2 separate regions of the Gossypium hirsutum genome follow, and region 2 is linked to region 1. A link is a contact called in public Hi-C data. All regions are on one chromosome and are shown on one strand. Each heading gives the region's core, a stretch centred on a gene start, on an enhancer-like site or on the middle of the called end of the contact. The rest is flanking DNA. Distances are from core to core; before and after follow the strand shown. Region 1 holds the start of LOC107896689. Region 2 holds the start of LOC107895981 (phylloplanin).

Region 1 (5,882 bases), core at 1,716-4,215:
AAAAATTAGTTATTGTACGTCAACATGAGATACACATAGCACATGATATGTCATTGTCTGATTTTTCCATCAACCACACCGACTTTTAACAATACAAATAAATAAATTTTTAATAAAAATGATCACTTTACTTTTTAATATAATTTATAAATACTAATTTACTTGTTCTTCTTAATAAAAAAAGATAAAAATACATTTCAAATTTTAATATAGAAATTTCTATAATAATTTTATCCAATTTGGAGTGAATTTTTTAACCAATAATTTTGTGGCTTGTGTAAAACTAAACCAGAAAGAAAAAGGCAAATCATGCCACATTAGGGATTTAGCATATAAACCAAGTAGTTTAAAAAATAAAGTGAAATTATTTTTAGTTAAAATTAAGAACTTTCGTGAATAAATAAATAAAAACTTATTTTGTTTTTCTTTTTAGGAAAGTAGGTGAAGAGTATTTTAATAGATTAGCCTTAAAATATAATTAAAGCGCAATGACAAAACCTTGTCAGGGATCCAATAAAGTATAAAGTAAATTCTTGAAAATTAAAGTGAAATACCGCAAGCTATGGTTCCGCCCACACGTATGCAAAACTCCTCGTTTTCTTTTCCTTATTTTAATTTTTTTTTGTTGATTGAGTTTTAATTTAATTAATATGAGTATTATTGCTAATATAAGAAGATATGTGTTTGAGTATGTTAAAATATATTATCCTCCTATTTATAAGTTAAGAAGAAACTATAAATAATTTTAAATTTTGTGTTAAAAATAACAAATATGATCGAAATCAATTTTGAAAAAATAAATCTTCATCTTCCCAATTTATGCTTACATTGGTGTTTAAAATTTCTTTTACCTTAATTAATCTCTCAACTTGAAACCATTAATTAAATTAATATTTTTAGTTGTCTTTGTTTAGAATTTTTACAATTTTTTATATTTTATATTTATTTATAAGGAGAGAGATTTACTTACATAGTTTATAAAAATTATAGTTTTATACACTTTCATAACTATTTATATGATTAATATTTTAATGATCCAACCATTAAATTTATCAATATAATTATATCTGTCATGCATGTAATTTTTGAACCAATGTGATATCTCTATCATATCAATCTAAAATACTTTATATATTAATATATATATATATTCAACAGTTGAAATTTCTTAGATAAAATAAATAGTTAGAATTTTTACATTTACATCAAATTTAATATGTATGATCTATATAAATAAACCATAAAATATAACAAATTGGTATCGCTTTTTAGTATCAAATTAACTTCAATTTTGTGATAATTTGACATTGATAATTAATAACACAAAACTATGTGACAACCTTAAATTATTAAGCATTACTTAAAATCTAAAAGAATATTTAAAACACTAGTTTATAAAAATATTACAACAATCTAAAAGTTTTATAAAAAAAATTATAAAAACTAGGAAAACATCTAAAAATATCACAAAAATCTAGAAAATTTGAAAACAAATACCTAAAATCAAATTTTAAAAATATATGGTTTTTATTTTTTTTGAAATTATAAAAAAAAAACTAAAAATACACGTCATAGCATAAATATTGATAAATGAACTTCCAAGATATCTCAATCTAGACATTTATTTGTTCAAAATAACTATGCACCTCAAATAAAAAATTCTTAAAAAATAATTTTAATTTTTAATTTTTTACGACATGTCACTATTTTATTAGGTGCTGGTACAAAAGTTAATAGTGTCAATCAGGCATTAAAAAAATACCAACTTAATTAACTTCTTTTAAAATTAAATATCAATTAGGTTAAAAAAAATTAAGTACCAATTCTACTAATTTTAAAGTTAAAAATATAAATAATTATCTTATATACTACTAATGAAATGAAAAAAACTCCACAAATAAATCTCGATTGATTTTTTAAAATATATTGAAAAATGCAAACATCATTTTAAACCCACTTACTTTAAGGCTAGAAAAAAATTTGGTTATGTATGTTTCCTTTGAAGTTCCCCAATCTTTCCTAACAATTTCATGGTTGAATTATAAATGAGTCGCCCACGTATTCGCCTTGGGTGCTCCCATTGTTAAACTCCGCGTACAATTTATGTTTTTTAATATTAATATTTTATTTTAATAGATTTATAGAATACGAGGACTAATTGTTGGATTTGTGAAAAGAAATAATATTTTATAAATATAAATTTAGAAAGAAAAAAAACTCCTGGAATGGTTCATAAAAACATCGAAAATATATTTTTATAATTATCACATTTAAATTTTTATTTAAATTTCTTTAAATCTAAATATTTTATTATTCAATAAATTTCAAACTAAATTAAATCTTAATTTTAAAAATTTTGTCCCATAATTGGATAACCTACATCAATATCTTGAATTAGATATATAAGTTTTGAAATATTTGTATTTTTATGTCACTGGCAAATTTACATTGGATAAAATAGACTAGCTCTGACTTATTCTACTTAAGTTGTTACAATTAATTTTATGTTTAGGATTCGTGACTATCTTAATCAATAAAATTATCTTTAATGTACAAACTTACATAATTCATTAGAAGTGCAATGTGTGTTATCATTATACCTAACCACTTATTATTATTATTTTTTTAAACTTTATATTTAAAAACTAATACATTCAAAATTTTAATATATATTATAGCATATGTGAACGGTTATGCAAGTTGTCATATCACCATCGTTAAATTTGATGAAATTTTTAATAAATTTTGTTAAAATTTTTGTTAGAAAAATGATTTGATGAAATTTTAAAAATTGATGACTAAATTGATACAAATAATAAAAGTAAAATGATAAAAAAATATTTAAGATTAAATTTATTAGTACACTTATTTTATAAAATTTATACAATTTTGAAAATAATATTATTGGAATCATAACTTTAATATAAAAATATAAAAAAAAACCATAAAAATATGTACAAACAATGAATCTCCAAAGTTAAATAACAATATTATTAATAATTTAAAATTTTGGTAAAACGCGTCTCCCCACCCTTATTTCAAGCCGCCCAACAGCCCTTTTCCCTTTCACAGTTTCACTCACATCACTCGTTTCAGATCCCAAAACACCTTTGGAACAAGCAAGACCCAACCTACGAAACAACAACTACAATGTTACCCGAAAGACAAGGCGGAGGTGCACCCCACGGAATAATACTAGCTGTGGTGGTGGGCATCGTGGTCTTAGCCCCATTCTTGTTCGGCGATCAAGGCGAAGCCATAACTGAAGCCATTTCCGAGCTCTTGACTCCCCTCGGTCTCCTCCTCTTGCCCATCATCCTCCTCCTCACAATCCAGTTCCTTTCCTCAGATCGCGGCTCCTTCGTCTCCGCCGTCTTTTCCACCGGCGAACCCGACACCATCCACCGCGTCAGCGGTTCTCCCTTTGGGGTCGCCTTGTTCCTTCTCCTCATCTTGTTCTTGCTTTACAATCGTGTTTCCATTTTCGGCGGCGATGACGATTCCGACGATTGACTGCTTCGATCTACGGAGGACTTTTTTCCTTTTGCTTTTTCTTTTTTGTATACGGTTTAGTACGTAGTTTCTTTTCCTTTTTTTTTTTCCTTTTTTTCTAATGTAGTATTATTTTGTAATTTTACGTGAATACCCAAGTGAACAAATGGAATTGACTTTAGCAATTGAGGGCATTGTTGTCATTTCAATTGTCGTTGTTTCTACTGTTTAATTATACGCCCTGGTTTGTTGTGTGTATTGTTGTCTCTTCTTGTCTGACAGCTAATCAACGGTGATTGTGGTGGGTGTTCCGGCGGCGGCACGGTTGTTGAGACGGAAGTGTCAACGGTGAAAGACAGTTGAGTCCTCTTTTTTTTTTTCTTTTTTTTTTATTATAAATTTTGAGGATACTTTTTGGACTGACATTCTCATTTTTTTCTTTAGCTCTTTTGGGACTTGATTTCCCTACAGCAGCCATGTGGGCACGTGCTACACCTTTTTCAAAGGGTGAGCTCTCTTTTTTTTTTTTAAGGGTTGATTAGCAAAAAATAAATTCATTAGTAATTTAAGTTGTTTTTTTATTTTAATTTAGTAAAATAGATCGATTTTAGAGAAAAATTGAAAACATCAGCTTCTTTAGTTAAATGGTCAAATAATGGTGATTTCATTCTTCGAGTTCTAAGCATAATTTCTCTTTTAAGCACATTTATATTTTTAAATGTGTTTAAGAATTGAAACTTGACACTTAATAGTGAAATCATTATTATTTGACCATTTAATTAGATGAGTTGATATAATAAAAAAATTTCTTTTAGTAGAAAGTGTTTTTTTTTTCAGGACGCGTTTTTTAGTTTTTCTTTTCAAAATCGATATATTTTTCTAAATTTGAGAAAAATAGTCTAATTTATTAATTAACTTTTAAAACTGGCTTTTTTTTAATGCCCAGAATATTATGTGAATTCAATTTTTTAAATATTTGATATTTACTATTACTATTATTATTTATAGATTCTATAACTGTTTTTGAGTGAAAATATATTGAATGAATAAATTACTGATATATTTCGTCCAAAAATAAATTAACGCTAAAGAATCTTATTTATAATTTTAATATTGCATTCTTTAGCTTTTATATTTCAAAAATAAAGTGTGGGAATAAAATGCGCACACAAGCCTAGAAATTTTTACTCTAACAAATAGATTTTGACATTAATTTCGTTTATTTTTCTAATTTTTAAATAGAATTTAAAGATACATATCAATATTGTAAAATTAAAATTTTTTATGATTAATATATCGAATAATTATTCAATATAATTATATATACTTATTAATATCAAATGTGAAAAAATATATATTATTAACTCTAAAATTAAAGTTAAAGTATAGCTAAAAATATTAGTCAAGAGAAAGTCTAGCTAAAAATATAGGGAGCTTTACTTTTTTCTTTGTTAATAAATGTTTTAATAGTATTCTTTAATTTTACTATAAATAATAATATTTTCGATAATATATTAAAAAAAAGGTTCATTTGGATTATGGTAGTCAGTTCAGTATTGATATTAAGAAGCTAAAAATTATACTTTAAAATATTTAAATATATATAATTTAACAAGAAATTAAAAATTAGATTATAAATATATATGTGAAAAATATTTAAAAAATTGTTAAACCCGAAATGATACACCCAACATGTCGGTACCAATATGTACCTATTTCAAGACAAAGATGGTACGTCTACTGGTGCAATATTGACTATCTTAGTTTTAACATCATAAAGTAATTTGATGAAAATGCAATTATTAGGATAATAATTACACCTTGTAATTATTAAAATTTTATTTCACTAGACATTTTTTATTGATAAAGTATAATTATATTATAATTTTTTATGTCATAGTATATATTATAATTACACAACTGCCTTTTTTTTAGTACAATGTTGGACTTTTTTTAAAGCAGAAAAACAACAAGCCTAATTACAAAAGACTAAATCTTGGGCCAAAACACTTAAGACTAGCACATAAAAAACGAAGAAACAACTAAAAAGCCACCAACACCTCAGCCAATGAAAAATAAAGATTTATTTCTCTTAAAAAGCAACAACAACAATTAAGACGCCGTAGTAACCAATATGTCCTTTCCCAATTACTTTCAATCACTTCATCTACTTTCTTTTGTCATTCTTCCAGAGTCATTCTTTCCCAGTCCCCCACCCTTAATTTGAAGGAGAAATTAGATGCCTTCTCAACTTCTATCTTTGTCCACTTCATCTCTGGCAAAATCAGGAACTCCATCTCGCATGCATAATTGAAACCCTTGTTTTAGGCTTTCAGTGGCCAATAGGTGAGAAACTCTATTTGCTGATCGCCTAACATGTTGAAACTGAC
Region 2 (5,882 bases), core at 1,727-4,226, 140 kb before region 1:
AAAAAATATAAAGATATAAGCTATTAAAATGGTGAATTTACAATTTTACTATCGTAAAAATTATAATTTAATTTTGGTCCCCCAAAAAATATCTGACTTCGCCCCTGGGCATAAGGCAATAGTTCTACTAGATAAATTGTTGAACAAAATCGTTCTCTGAGTGAGACTTCGTGTATGTAGGATTGGTAAATTCGAATTACCTTAACTAAGATCACTAGCATGTTTTTTATTTATTTTAGTTTTTGCTTTTTCATAAGATTTTTATCCTATTCTCTATTTCAATAGAAGATAGAACAAAATTATTTTGAACTATTGCAAATCAAAGTATTTTCACTCCCACTGATTTTTGATACTATCTAAAATACTCCTATTAACTCCTAAAGTTAAATACAAATAATTAAAGGTAAAAGTCAAAATTAAATTAAATTATCGAGTATTTAATAAAATATTTTTCTTAAATTAAATTTTTTACCAAAATATCTAATCATACGTGGAATATTCAATACGTAGAATATTTACTTACCATAAAAAAAGTAATAGTGTATAACTTTATTTTTTAAAAACAGCGGTAAATGTATTGGCGGCGAATGCAATCAAATGAGATTTACTCCTTATAAAACCGACAATAGTATTAGCTTTTTTTCTTTTGTATTTTTATAACTCAAACTAAATGTGAGAAGTAGAAGTGGTACAGCAAAATTTAATTTTGTTATTTGAATAAAAACTTTGCTTTAGTATATATAGGATGTTTCCACATTTATGAAAAGTTGCAATTACTAACATTACAAATTATGGAACGTGGATTTGAGAGTTTAGAAATGATGAATCTCAAGTGGCAAGAGTCGTCAAAAATGCTATCTTGTCGATGGAACCATAATCACCCCCTCCCTTTGGAAGTGATAGATCAGCAGAAGAACCATCGGATAGGAAAAGCCCAACCAAAAAAGGGCAGATGGTTGCTAGAGCAAGCCCATCGAGAGAAGATAAAGGTCAAATCAAGGCCACAAATTATTATTCCAAATCAAACCTCTTCATGTTGAAAAAACTATCGATGATCGTCAAAGGAGGTGGAAGTAAGGACGATGAGAACCACAGGGGTGGCATTTGCTCGCCATACTGCCAACCAACCGACTGCCTTGGACGAATGGAGGTTGCTAAAAACGGAAGCCAATTTGAAGGTGGGTTGGGGAGATTGGGCTTAACAAGTTAATCGGTGATAAATTGAATTAAATGTTTCAAAATTAAATACAAAATTTTATAACCATTATAATTTATTTGGTATATTAATATAAATTAAATATAGAATATAATTATATTGTTTGTAATTATAAATATATATTGATTTCGTAAATTATTTTTATTTTTTATAATAATAAAATATTTTATTTTAATTTTATTAAGGTTATATTTGATAAACTAAAAATTAAGTATTGAAAAAATAAGTATCAAAAATTGAAGTGTTGAATTTAAGTTATAAAATTTATTTGGTATATTATTTAAAATTAAATATTGAGTATAATTATATTATTTTATAAAGGATAATATAATCTTAAATAAAAATCATTGAATTTATTCTAGTAGGTTACAAGGAATAAGTTGGTTTTTACCTTTTTTTTTTGCAAAAAAAAAAATCTTTAGTAATTTTCATTCCCTTTAAAAAATTAATTTTCAATTCATTGAATATTTTCAATATTTTATCAAACATTGCCTAATATAATATTTTTTATTATTTATGATAATTGTTGACAAAAATAAAAAATATAATAAATTTTTTATTTATTTAAAAAATAAAGAGATAATTTATATTAAAATTTAAAATAAAATCAATTTAACATTTTAATATTAAATGTTAATTTTTTAAAAAAAAGTATATTTAATTATCTTGAAAGTTGTCGTTTTCAATATAATAAGTATTATCAAACACAACTTTATTTATTTCTCGAAACATAGCAAGATTACATTGGGACTTTACTTACATGACAAAATGTAAGTTTTATTAAGAATTACAGACATTGTTATAACCCCACATTTGTATCTATTATAAGCCAACAATAATTATACAACAAAGAGCGACGCTATAGCCACATTCGACATTCAAAACGACCACCATATTTATCACTAGTTCAATGGATGTTCTTGTTCTAGTTTTCGAGTTTCATCATGCTCGTAAAAACCCGAACCCGGTAGGGATGATGTTAGTGATGTTCAAGAGTCCAGCAACGGTGCTTCCGATGACTTGTAAGGTTGAAGACAATCCCCCGATGGATGCAAGGGAGGTGTTGCAATTGGAGAGCGGAGTTTTTACGGCTAAGTTGCAGTTGTTGATCAATGAAGGGACAAGGAATTGCAATGGATCTAATAATATGGAGAACATGCCAGATCCATTTGTGGTTGAACTCGAAACCACGTTTCCACCACACTGAAGTTGCACCAATGCATCTAAAACACATTTATACCAAATACATATATAACTCAGCATTTGTGATCATTTTTTCGGGAAAATATGATGATAGAAAAGTAGAAGCTTACTAGGGAAAGCTGGGGTTGCAGTGCCGTTTACACCCATGTTGCCATCGACAGTACAAAATACAGTCCCTTGGATCCTAATCAAGCCAAGGAGGCCGCTAATGAGTCCACCTAGTTGAGCTTCAGCAATTAGAGGTATCAATGCCATTGCAGCAAGCAAGAGACAAACCAACATAAGTGTTTTCAAGGCCATGAAGTTTTTGGTTAATTAACCGAGTTAATATCAATGAAAATGATCCACTCTTGCAGCTGTGATGTTCGACAACCCTAGTTATTTATAGGCAACTTAGAGGGCAAGTTGGTGCTAAAATCTTCCACACAAGTTGGGGACCTTCACCATCAGCACCATGCACGCCACCATTGTAGGCTTCACCTACGTGGGGGCTAAACCTTGCCCCCTAGACTTTGGCATAGCTTAACATTGTTGTTGGAAAAAAAAAAAACTCACTTAGAAAAGAAAAAGCAATTGAGAAGTGATTTGAGATTTTCTAATATTTGGCATTACTATGAAAAAAATACGGTGAGAAGATAAAATGGTAATAAAGTACATCATTTTTAAAAAATATATTGTTAGATTATAAATAATCTATATGTACTATTTTTAATTTTTAAATGAGTTGAATTTACGAATCAATCCAACATTAATTTAATTAGGAAAAAATTTTATAGTATATCTTAAAAAAAAATGAATATTATTATAAGAAAGTTTTTTTCTAATTCTAATCCTATATGGAATTTATAAAATATAATTTAAAAACAGAATAAATTTAAAAAAAAACTATATATATTAAGATTTAAACATAGTGTAGCAGCCAATTTTGACTCAGACCAGCAAACCAAAAATAAAACCTAAAATATAATAAATAAAATAAAAGTCCAATAGTCCATTTACAATGTTAAACAGCCTAAACCCAACAAGCCCAACAAGCCCAAAAGTTTAAAAACCCTAACTCAACTACCCAAAACATCTCAGCAACCCTAGCCCCAATCTTTTCAGCCGCCGCTCCTCACCAATGGCCACCACGCACGCCACCACCGGTACACGCCTCCTCGCACGCGTCTGGTCGCCCACTTCACCTACAAAACGAGACTAGCACGCAAACAAAAAGAAACAACAAACAAGAGGACAAAAATGATAGCAAACAAAAGAAACAACGAAGAAACAAACAAAATAGAAATAAGAACAAGCATGTATTCGGCTATAAAAGCCATTTTCATTCCCTTTATTTTTTTTACGCATATTAAGCAATCAAACAAAAAACGAACACTAGCAATCAAAGCAAAAAACATACAAAAAGGTTGATCTCTGATTTTATTTTCTTTATTTTCACTTCATTTTATTTCTTTAATATTTCTTTTCAATTTTAATACAAATCTGTTAAACAAAGTGGGCATAAAATGAATAAAGGGAAAGAGGAGAAGGGTGACTTACTGGATCCACCTCGTAGCCGCATCGTCGGAGCTCTCCTCTTCGTTCGGCGTGGTCGAGTTCAAAAGAGGGGGTTGAGCCCTTGTCTTTTGTTTTTTGGAGCAAATCTCCAATGCGTATAAAAAAGAAGGGCTAAAAGAGCCCATTTTGGTGTAACACCGGCCACCAAATGCGGTGGTGGCGCGGTGGACAGTCGACGGCACAAAGAGGGGGTTTAAAAACCTAACAGAAAAAAAGAAAAGTTTTTTTAAAATTTTCTTCAAAAATGGGCTGCAAATGAATTTAAAAAAAAAATTTGGGGCTTAAATATGTTGCATGAAACGACACCATTTCATTTCCTTCCCCATATGCCAAAACGGCGTCGTTTTGGGGAAGGGGCGGGTCGACCCGACCCGCATAGGCCAGGACCGCGTGTTTTGTAGCCTTGGGGCTATTTACGCGGTGAGTCCTTCCATATTTTCGTGGTGTTCAATCCAATCTCATTCCTTTTTAAAATTTTGCCCTCATAATTTCTCTGTTGCTACACTTAAATCCTACATTGAAACGCTGCGCATAGGGGATTAGGGTAATTGCCCAGTTGACCCCTGTTCTTTCGCGCGTATTTCAATCAAGTCCCTGGCAATTTTCTATTTTATGATTTATACCTTTTTTTATTTTGATTTTAATTTAGCCCTCACCCTTTTTTATTTCAAATTGTTTTATCATGTTATATTATATGTTTTATTTATTGCCCATTCAGATGTTATATTTTATTTAGTTTAAAACTTCATGTGTTACTTATAAGATTTGTCATATTGTTCATTTATTTATTTATCTCAAATTTATTTTATTTGTTTGTTTATTCCAAGTGTTATATGTCAATAATGTTAAATGTATATATGTTATTTATTTTATGTTCTCTTTTGTAAACTGTTCGCTTGTTTATATTTCTTTAATTTGCATGTTTATTTTAAGTCTTTCACATGATGTGTTAAATTGTGTTTTGTTTTATATATATTTTATATTATTTTATCTTATGTTGAAAATATTATTCATAGCAAATTATAAACCATCATATTTATACTTTAAGAGTACCATTTGCTTTTTTTTTTTTAAAATCGTCTTTTGCATTATTTATTTGAAATAAAATTTCATTAGTTTAAATTGTTTTCATATACCTTTCAAAATTCCATTTTTTTTAAAAAAATATTTTATTTATTATTCATTATAGGATTTTTATGTTACTCATGCTATGCTTTTATGTACACGTATGTATATTATATGTTCTAAAAAGTTATATATTATCTTTTCTTAAATTGCTTCATACATTATAGATTTTAAAAAAAAATTCATTTTTTACTTTATTTATTTTAAACTTGTCTATTAGCTTTTAAATAATTTTTATATTTTATTCAATTTGACTTGCTTTGTACTATTTATTTTTTAGATTGTTATATATGTTTTTGTTCCTTAATTGTTAATGTTAGCATGAGAATAATGTATGTGAGCCATTATCATCATTGTATGTACCATAAATTGTTCATTTGTATTGTCACATTATCGTCGTATGTTCGCATAATGTTATTCATGTATTAACGCCCACCCTCATTATTATATTGTATTTATGTCATTGCTTCATGAATTAAACCCCAATACGTTTATCCAATAAATCGCTTTATTTTAACCTAAACAAATACACGTCGTTCAAATATCGTATTCGTTACTATCCAAAAATGAAATTTTCCAAATAAGGCAATGTTTTGCATTTTGGAACATCGAGGAATTGTGCCCTAACTTACGGCGTTTCGATTTTTCTTGTTGTTTCTAAAATAGCAAATATCCTTTTCGAGTTTTAAAACGCACGAATTTCCAATTAAAATTAAAGACAAACTTGTGCTCGAGAGTTCATGGTATTGTGTCCTAACTTACAGGATGTGATACTCCGATA

What was found. A called contact is a pair of places that touch in the nucleus more often than the background predicts.
Region 2: a contact with region 1 is called in a Hi-C map of leaf, with 2.2 times the contacts expected there. The contact joins the promoter of LOC107895981 here to the promoter of LOC107896689 in region 1. A contact is called at or near these places in 3 of 34 Hi-C or Micro-C datasets (all in leaf).

What each region holds. Positions count from the first base shown.
Region 1 is chrA10:96,444,686-96,450,567 of Gossypium_hirsutum_v2.1, reverse strand. LOC107896689 reads left to right here and starts at 2,965. Exons shown (of 1, transcript XM_016821914.2): 1 at 2,965-3,677. The coding sequence starts at 3,151. The coding sequence ends at 3,513. It overlaps LOC107896688 (a long non-coding RNA gene), which reads left to right and starts at 5,444. Exons shown (of 6, transcript XR_005903494.1): 1 at 5,444-5,882.
Region 2 is chrA10:96,586,333-96,592,214 of Gossypium_hirsutum_v2.1, reverse strand. LOC107895981 (phylloplanin) reads right to left here and starts at 2,976. Exons shown (of 2, transcript XM_016821158.2): 1 at 2,530-2,976; 2 at 1,914-2,439. The coding sequence starts at 2,719. The coding sequence ends at 2,159.